3 separate regions of the Rattus norvegicus genome follow, and all the other regions are linked to region 2. A link is a contact called in public Hi-C and HiChIP or PLAC-seq data. All regions are on one chromosome and are shown on one strand. The core of a region is the stretch at or near the end of the contact, and the rest is flanking DNA. Distances in the headings are between cores, read along the strand shown. Region 1 has its middle 440 kb from the start of Tmem161b. Region 2 overlaps LOC102554306 (a long non-coding RNA gene). Region 3 overlaps LOC108349917 (a long non-coding RNA gene).

What was found. Hi-C and Micro-C count contacts between places; a contact is called where the count stands out from the background. HiChIP or PLAC-seq counts read pairs in DNA pulled down with a chosen protein or histone mark.
Region 1: a Hi-C map of prefrontal cortex shows a contact between it and region 2, with 5 times the contacts expected there. The contact joins two enhancer-like sites. A contact is called at or near these places in 3 of 12 Hi-C or Micro-C datasets (Schwann cells, frontal cortex and prefrontal cortex) and 1 of 1 datasets of contacts at active chromatin or transcription factors (oligodendrocytes).
Region 3: an H3K27ac HiChIP or PLAC-seq map of oligodendrocytes shows a contact between it and region 2, with 4 times the contacts expected there. The contact joins two enhancer-like sites. A contact is called at or near these places in 2 of 12 Hi-C or Micro-C datasets (frontal cortex and prefrontal cortex) and 1 of 1 datasets of contacts at active chromatin or transcription factors (oligodendrocytes).

Annotation. Positions count from the first base shown.
Region 1 is chr2:16,884,293-16,887,327 of GRCr8, reverse strand. No RefSeq gene overlaps it. Among named protein-coding and RNA genes, the nearest start is that of Tmem161b, 440 kb to the right of the region's middle. Within about 2 kb of position 1,642, at least 23 of the 93 cell types and tissues checked have an H3K27ac peak or open chromatin away from gene starts, as enhancers often do. A contact at or near this core is called in prefrontal cortex, where this site is marked.
Region 2 is chr2:16,573,255-16,576,611 of GRCr8, reverse strand. It overlaps LOC102554306 (a long non-coding RNA gene), which reads left to right. Exons shown (of 4, transcript XR_590807.4): 1 at 1-1,556. Among named protein-coding and RNA genes, the nearest start is that of Tmem161b, 130 kb to the right of the region's middle. Within about 2 kb of position 1,956, at least 71 of the 93 cell types and tissues checked have an H3K27ac peak or open chromatin away from gene starts, as enhancers often do. A contact at or near this core is called in prefrontal cortex, where this site is marked.
Region 3 is chr2:16,281,904-16,285,057 of GRCr8, reverse strand. All of the region lies in intron 1 of LOC108349917 (a long non-coding RNA gene), which reads left to right. Among named protein-coding and RNA genes, the nearest start is that of Tmem161b, 160 kb to the left of the region's middle. Within about 2 kb of position 1,892, at least 31 of the 93 cell types and tissues checked have an H3K27ac peak or open chromatin away from gene starts, as enhancers often do.

The DNA.
Region 1 (3,035 bases), core at 393-2,892, 310 kb before region 2:
AGCATAGTGCTTTATATATACATATGTTGCATATATACACATAAATGCATGGTCAGGGGAGAAAATGGAATCAATTTGCTCTCCTGCCCAAAATATTTAAACTCTCATGGAACCATTGTAAACATTTTGTGGGTTTTTATTTTTCTCACCTTGTTTACTTGGCAAAAAAATGGAGTGCTATCTACCTCTTGTTTTAAAATCCTTTTGAGTTTTATATTAGGACTGATTTCCCTTATGCTATTCATTTTCTAAAACATAAAAGAAATCAAGATTCCATGCACACAAAAACAATAACATCAGTAGTTTTTTAAGGGCATATAAAACTTTGAGTCTAATACCTTTGAATTATTAAAGTGCTGAAAATGATGAATTTTTCTGAAGAAATTTGTAGCATGTTTTTTAGTTATAATATTAAAATTCAGTGTCATGGTCATTTAAGAAAAGTAGGTGGTAATAGGAGAAAAACTGTTTTGCTTTAGAAAAAGGACAGAAAGTCAAGCCACATGTGGTTGTCGTGTAGCTACAAACATGTAATCCCTGACTTTAAGAGGCAGAAGCTGGAAAATCCTGTGTTTGAAGTTAGTGTGAGCAACATAAGTGAGGTTTGGCTGATTTTGAAAAACTAAGTAAAGATCAAGATAAGAAACCCATGGGTTTGTACAGTGAATATACACTGATGGAAACATTAAACAAAGTGGTCAGGGACAATTTGAGAAAAAGGGAGGAGATGAGTGTGTGAGAGATGTAGGAGGAAGGTAGGTGATGAATGGAGCACATGAGAGATACATAGCCACAAGTAAACTCATGCTCTACAGTGAATATTCTCTAATTATCAAAACTATACAAGAAATATTCTTTATTTTTAAAAGTCTTCACTTCGTAATAACTGAGAAAAACAAAGATATATGTGGGTCCCATGTGCCATGGACCCTTGGTGGATAGCTTTGTGACCACTGCTGCCCAATGCTGACTTGAACTCAGAAGTCTGATAACCTAAGACAGTAGCAAAATTTCCATTCATGTGTTTGAAGAGAACATTTAAATAATGGTTTAATTAATTAAGGTAAAATTTTCTGTTCAGGAATGAAGCTGAGGGAATGACGAGGAGAGTGGGTCCTGGTATTGTATCAAAGTTATATTGGTTTTCTGATTGAAAGTCCATCATAAGCATCTGATCTACAATTGGTTCACTTAACACAGTTTTCTACACAGCTATCCCCTAGGCCAGAATTGCCTAATTGCACTTAAACAAAGAAAAAGTATTTTTCTGTTGGGAACTACAATGAAGCACAAAATCATTTTATTTTTCTTTTGTATCATAGGAATATTTTAGAGTATGTTTCTCTGTTCAAAGAGGTTCACCAGGAGCTTATTTTCATGGCATTAATGTGGCATGCCATTCTTGGAGGGGAACTGTAGGTGTTGCTGCAGCCACATTGCTGGGAAAGCTAGGCTAGGCTGCAATTCTGTGGCTTCTTGCAATTCTATTTTAGTGTTGTCCTCTCCCTCCCACTCAAATTCTGTCCCTTCATGTGTTTGGCTGTGCTGCATCCTCCAGGCTTTTACACTAAATATACTCTTAGCAGGGGGGAGCAGAATTTGCTGATGAGTCACTGTTTCTGAAGACTCATCTCTGGTGGACAGCTCCTGGACTAGAATAGTTCCAGCTGGACAGAGGAGTAGGGAGAGCAGGAGTTAGTCCACTGTGTTCTACAAAAACAGCCAAGGCAGAGCCGGAGTGGGAGGATTCAGAGCACACTGATACATGGTACATAGTATACTTACACTGATACATGGTACATAGTATACTTACACTGATACATGGTACATAGTATACTTACACTGATACATGGTACATAGTATACTTACACTGATACATGGTACATAGTATACTTACACTGATACATGGTACATAGTATACTTAATACATTTTGGTGAAGGAGACTGTTGTCTTAAGATATACTCTCAGGCTCAGAAATTGTATTCATGGCTTGTGTAGGAGGTCAGACTCTTTGTTTTCTTTCATGTTGGAGTTGTTATTCTTTGACCCGTTCTCTGAGCATAATTTGTTTCCAGTCCCTTTGTTCTATGAGTGAAAAGGTCAAGGCCTTTTGACATGGCATGAACATTCAGTGCACCAGGGGAAACTTCACCAGCAGTGCTGGACTTAAAACAACTTCCGAGCAAGCAGAGTCAAACACAGGAAGTGTTGTTCCAATCCCCAGAGGGTACTGGCTTTGTTGATGAGCCAACTTACATCATGTTGAATTGTTGAATTGCTAAGCACAGCTATCTTGAATGAACAGATATAGCAATGACTCCAGACCCAGATGAGGAATTTGTAGGCATGAGATAGCAACATCACTCTCCTGAAGTGTCCCCTACAGGAATCTAAATACAGAGTGGCTATTTTCTTAAATAGGAAAAGTTCCATCTCAGGTCCCCACAGTACAATCCATGTTAAATGATTCTCCAAATGAACAAACACTGCCTTGATGAGACAGTAAATTTAGTGAGAAAAATAATCAACCAGAAATGCAGGAAAATGTGACTTTTTAATAAATGATCTAACCAAGAAGTGAATTGCCCATTAAATTTTATATATACAAGACCATTTTACTGGTATTAAATTAGTACAGAAAATATTGACCTGTTCAATATGGCATGGGAAACATTTTTATTCACATAGTCTATGTAAATTTTTAAGTACTATGAATTAAATGTTATGTTACTCATATGGAATAATGTTCAAACTTTGTCTCACATATTAATTGAGAAAGAAAGATGTACTGTTTTGTATAAGGTCATTCAGTAAATTTAAAACAGTACAACATTTAATTCCCTAAATCATTGGCATCCTGAATCTTTTAAATGAGTAGATTCTAAAGTATATTGGAGAAGTTCTGAGGTTCAGAAATATGAACATTTCATACACCAGTTCTCTGTGTAAAAATATATTCTAGAAAACACACACACATACACACAAACACACACAAACCTTATTGTTTGTTGTTGTTGTTGTTGTTGTTGTTGTT
Region 2 (3,357 bases), core at 707-3,206:
GCAGGATTCCATTTCTATGACTTTCGGGAAAGGGCGAAGTATAGGGATGGAGTCAAGGTCAAAGATCTGGGGTCTCAAGGGTAGGAGAAGAAGCTGCCATAAAGACAGCAAAGGAATTGGGGAGCTGTTGTTCCTGCTTCTGCAACTATTCCCTGCCTGTGAATTCATAAAGCTTACAGAATCGAGCACCCCAAAAGAGTGGCTCTCACTGTAGATTGAAATCTTAATTCAAGACTGTAAAAGCTTCTTGTGGGCTACACTTTTCTTTCCCCCATTCAGGAAAATTGTCTTCCGAGTATTCCGATTCCTTCTGCTTATCATATTCAAGATTTTAAATTTAGCATCAGCGCCAGCTTTTCCATAAAGCCTTCCCGTGAGTATGTTTCCTCATATTCTAGTTCTTTAAAAGGAATAAGCATTACTCATAGAGCTCGAATCGTTGTGACTAAAACATGTCCTCTCCTTCCTCCAGTTTCCACACCCCATTCCCCGACACGATGTTATGCTTCCTATCATGCATTTTCTGTGTTTTTGTGGTCTGTTACAGTATTATGTTAATAGACAGTAACATTGTATTAATATCACATTCTCTTGCGATTTGCTTTTTCATCCAACACTGCCTTCAAGATCGTCCATTCACTTTTAATTGCTGCCGCCCTGTATTCCACTATAGGAATGTACCAAGTCGCTGTTTCACTGCAGTCTGAGGGCTCTCGGGGCTGTTTCCGGTTGGGCTGTGAAGCACCACCTACAGATTTTCCTCCTGCTAGCGCCGGAGCAGCTCAAGGGCAGAGACCGCTCTGAGCTGCTGGGGTTTTTTGTTGTTGTTGTTTTTGGTTCTTTGGTTTTTTTTCTCCCTAATTTCCGTGGCACCTGAGAACTGGGAGATACATGAAGCGCTTCGCTTGGAAGATGCTCAGCACACAATACGCCCTGGATTTTAAAAAGCGGGTGGGGGGTCGGTAAATTATCTTAACAAAGTGCAGTTTTAAATTTGCTATGCCCTCCCTTCTCCACCGAGTAAGATTTGAGGGGAAACTGCTGCAATTCCCTTTAGAAAGTCCTCAAGGTATTTCGGGGCTGAAGTAGATCTATAAAACAAGGTCATTCCACAGTTCGGCTTTCTCCTTAGTGGATCTCCAAGCACTCTACAAGCGCTGTTTTCACGGTGACATTTCCCCCTACTTTTAAGTCAGTTCAGCGAGGTATTCAAAACTTGAAAACGTTTAGGGCGTCTCGAAAGGGCTTTGGACGCAGTCTGCATATGCATAATAGCATATTGGCCTTCTCACAGAATTATTATTTTTTCCTTTCCGTGGGCCCCAGGTCATGTTTCCGGAGTTATCGTTTAACTGCCCACCTCAAGCAGGTCCCGCGCCAACGCTCTCCGGGCTAGCCGCACTCCCCACCCTTCCTGCACCTAAGAAGATATAACGCCCTTTGATCTCCTCTCCAGTGCTTTGTGGCTTAAGGAACCTTGATGTGCAAGATAAATACAGACTGTAACTGTGGGCACGCGGAGCCATCTATCATCACCCTGCCTCTGGACGTGACCGGTACTTTGTGTATTTTAGAGAAATTAATCTGCTCTTTAGTGAGAGAAAGCCAAGGGAAGCATGCACCATCTTCCTGCAGACTCAACAGAGCATTTTCAACGTCTCTGGCTCCCCGCACCGCAAGCCACAAACTTGACCTTCGAGCGGATTTCAAAGGCAGAGGTTTCCTCCCTCTCCTTCTCTGACTCCTATGGCGCGCCTGGGCATCCTTGTGGATAGCAGCTGCCTGGACCAGAGCTGGGAACTACACGTCGAGGAGGCTGGGAGATACTAATGGGCGGCGTGGTGGGGGCTGGGGAGCGAGGAAAAGCTGGGCGGGAGGAGAGGGAGAGAGGAGGGAGTGAGAGGAGGGGTGGAGGGGGAGGATGGATCTGTCTGCATATGCATGAAGCACCCAGCACTGCCCTCTTCCCAAGCAGCTGCTGCTCTGTCGGAGGCAGAGGAGGGAGGGGGAAGGGAAGGGAAGGACCAAGATGGGCGGGGCTGCAGAAACTGCCGCTAAACTGGACGCTGGTTTGGAGGGCGAAAGAGGTGATTTGCATGGCGTCCGGTGATTGGCTGAGGTCCGGGGGCTGGGTCTGAGAGGCGGCCCCTGAATGGTTTAAGGAGAAAAATCTCTGAATTCTGATTTCTGAAAGTCGCAGCAGCGGGGTAGATGCAGTATGCGATCTGGACGCCAGGAGGCGCGATGTCCTATCTTTGTTCTGCTTAAAGGGTCCTTTTCCGTCCTCCCTCAGCCGTCCCCGCCCCCACCCCCACACGCAGGCTCACGCAGAAAGTGCAGAGAAACCCTGTGATCCAGTCAACTGGCACTGCCCCGTCTATTAAGAAAGATGAACGCTCCTTTCTCTTCCATCTCCTTCATGGGAGACCACTTTTCATTTCAGATTATCACATCAATAAATATCCTTCGAGGAACAAAAAAGGCATGTTGCCAAAAGATAAAAGAATATATGTGAGATGTGTGGACTGTAGAGAAAAGCACTACACGAAGGCAAAAGAATAGAAGCACGCATGTAAATAACGCACACAATCACATCAAGAACACAAAACACAAGGGCAGATACAGACAGATCACCCGGAGAGAACATGGGCTGCTCCCAAGGTCCTCAGAGTCTACATGCTTCTCACACGCTGAAGCACACACCCGCTGACGAGCCAATGGTCTTTCTGAACACACAAGCACACACAAGCACACACACGCACACGTACAGAATCCACACCTCAGAAAATGCATTCATGCAAATTCACACGCAGAGAAAATATTGCCGAAGAAATACTAGAGCAGAATTAAAATGGTTCATCCCCTCCCCCTCCAAAATATACTCAAGCAGAATGATTCTATTTGCATATTACTAATACACGCAGGGCGCTAAAAGGGGGAAAATGGCTCCATTTGAGGCACACACTAGAGAATACATGTATACAATACACACGCACGCGCGTCTGTGGGCGGGACACACCCACAGCCTGTGTCCTCCGCCCATGGGCACAGGCAGAGGACAGATCAGCAGCAGCGCTCAGTACAATTGTCGGAAAAAGAAACCCACCCTATTCAGCTATGAAACATGTCAGAGAGCCAAGGGTTTCTAAGACCCACACCAATACATTCTTGTTACCAAAGTGAGTTGGATTCAAAGAAATAATTAATGCATCTTAGATAATTGAGTGCTGGAACCTATTCGCTCAAACAATACTTCGAAATGACTTCAGCCTGAATATAGCTTTCTGAAACGCTTCTTTAAAAATCTCTAAGAAATTAGACATTCATTTGCTATGCTTTCCGTTGGTTTGTCTTTTA
Region 3 (3,154 bases), core at 643-3,142, 290 kb after region 2:
GGCACGTGCATTTGGTGAAATAAGAATTTGGAAAGCATAGGGTGAGCATTTGTCTTTTGAATGTCCAGCATGTGTCAGACGCAGGTAGACACCCTACAGTTTAATACTCATTTAGGCTTGCTTTTTTAATACGAAGGGGATAATATTTGAGTTTAAGCAATTGTTTCACATTCACTGAATGTTTGTTGATTGATACTGCCTGTCTTTTGTATATTCAGATATCCAGAGCTGATCACTTTACTATCAGAAATTAGGGCAAGTTTGCTCTGTGTCCCTCTGAGAAGCGGATGAGCAGAGCAGTGACGTTATTATCAAATTCTGACATTTGACTGAGGAGATTGTGAATTTTTCCTCTTTAATGTTAGTGATCTGGACTAGTTCTCCCAAACAATGTTACTTGCAGATTTTTAAAATTGAAATAAGGATGTGAACAACAACAATAATCTAAAAGTCCCTTTACTATCTTGACCGAAGTCTCTGAATTAAATCCCAGGGTTCTTTTCAAATTGATGCTTGTATGCTGGTTGTTTGTATAAAATAACATTTGGATGCATCGCTTTATACTTTTTAAGCTGGTGGAAGATATAGAACTTTTTCATATTGTTCTGTAATTTATGTTTTAGCGTATGGTCCTAAAGTCCTGGTTACCTCAGGAAGAAGAAAGTGTTTGTTTACATTAGTTGCTATAGCAACAGTAGTTAGAAACTGTAGTTGGGTGAGGATGAGGAGCAGCACCTAGGCCTTCAGCTCTTCTGCATGGATAGCTCTCTAAGAGTCCGAGAGTGTCTTCAGTGTATTGCTCACTTGTTCACCAACTTACTGTGAGAATACATTGAGAGATATGACTCATTTGTTTGTTTCCCCCATTCTGTTTCTGTTGCCTCAGAAATCAGGCTTGCTCTATTCAGAGAATGCAGAGATGTTACGACCTTTTAGTGTTTCAACAAAAAAGTCGAGGGTATGGAGTCAGAAATACTCTCCCAAAATGTTAAGGGCCGGGTTGCTGCTGTTACTTCTCTGTGCAGACTGATGGAGACCGGTGTTACAGACTTTGCTTTGTCCTCTCTCTCCTTCATGGTTTACTTTTATAAATTGGCCATACCCTTTCCCACTAGGTTGCTAGATTTGGTCCATTCTTCCTCTAGTACATTCTCCTTGTTGCTCTCAGAACTTATTTGAGGTTTGGACTGGTGGTGTTTTTCCTATTTTTCAAAGCTTTGGGATTCAGACATGAAGAGCTAAGACAGTTCTCTGGACATGCTCACAGATTCCACCTAAGATCATAAGCCGTGCTTTTGCCCTTATGGGAAAAAGAGAAAAAAATGCACAGGCTTCTGATACTAAGGGCATCCTGGACATACACCTTGTCCCCTTCCTCTTGGCCTCATTTGCCCTGAAGAATGAATATATTCATCCCTAAAGTTGCTGCTTCAAAGTGACCAGTGAGATGCTAACAGGTCAGCTGGCTGTCCTGTCGGACAGAGGGTTCATAAATCAGAGAAGGGTTGGTATGGTTGAAAGACGAAGGTAGTCCAGCCTGAGGGGAGCGCCCTGTAAATCTCTCCAGGAGCTTTTTTCCTGGTAGGGCTAAGGGTGGGGGTTGGAGTTGGGGTGGCCATGGCTTGGCTGTTATTCATGCCCTGGCCCTCCTGCAGTGGGTGCTAACTTCTTGTGCATGAGAGCTGCCTCCACCCTTCCCAAACATCGGCTGCTTGGAAAAGTCAAGCACGGCTGAGCTCTGATTTTCATTTAATAGTCAAAACCAAGATGCATTTGGACTATGATGATAGGACAGCTCCCTTGAAAAGATTATTTGAACTACAAAGGCATTCATTTAGGGCTAGCGATGTTGCAAAAGGGCCTGCTAGAAATTAGCAGCCTGTCCTGGCATTTGGAGAGCAAGAGTGACAACTTACTGGAAGTTCTCAAGAAATCATTTAGATTTCACACTCCACTAGGCAGCTGATTTGAGATTGTCTGTTAGCATAACAAAGGCTCTGAGCCTGTGAACTTCAGAAACCTTTCGACCTCTTAGCTGCTGGCATGAATAGCCCCCAGTCCTGCCTATAGAGATCTCCCAAAGCTCCCCTGTTCGTGGCTAAATTGTTAATCAGGGTAATTTAATATAGTTTTCAATATGCCTCATCTCTTATTGGGAAAGGTATTCACAGCTTCCCTACCCCTGAAAAAAAAAGTTCTTTTATTCGAGTGTGAGAGGGGCAGCTGCAGACAGACCCCCGGCTCTTACTTCACCCCCCCCCCCCCCATCCCACTCCTTCTTCCCAGCCACGGCGGCATTCTGAGTAGCAACCACATGGAAAGGCCAGAAAGAGAACTGGGTTGACATTCCCTGTGGGTGCACTCCACCCTGAACCTGAAACTCAGGGCTGTTTATGCTGGGAGACAACTAAACAAAAACCTCATGCTCAGTCATAACTAAAACCTTAGAGCGAACACACACACACACACACACACACACACACACACACACACACACACACCCTGTTCTCCACCTCCCTTGCCCCTCCCCCTTCATCCCTCAGCTCAGCTGCTCTCCTGGCCCTGACAAAATGCACCAGACCCCAAGGCCTGCTCATTTTCATTTTGTCTGAGGCAGAGGCAGCCTGCCCACTCCTTTGCACAGCTATACTCGGCCTGTCCCCTGCATCTACTCTCAGTGTAGCTCCCTTGCAGCGTCAATTCACATGCACATTAGTTAGCTGAAGAGCAGGAGCACAAATATATTCATTTTAATCCAGTTAAGACCTAAGAGGTCTCATAGGATATTATTCAATAGTTTGAAAACCAAGTATAAAACTCAGATTTCGCTACAGCGTTTCATCTGAGAGAGGCCTACAGTATGCCTTTCTTTGCTTCCCACCAGTGCATGCTCAAGAAATAAAGTGAATAATAAAACAATTACAAGCAAAGAACCAGCTGCAGGTGGAGGTTCTGTTAAAATATTGTATTGTTGACTCTGTTAATTACCATACTTCTAGTGCCCGTGTGTAAATTCAGAATGAGAATTTTATATATGAGAGGGAAAAAAATATGAAGTCTTTCTTTCTTTCTTTCTTTCTTTCTTTCTTTCTTTCTTTTTTGATTAAAAACAGAACAATATATCTCTTAATCATATAGTTAACCTTCCGTTCCC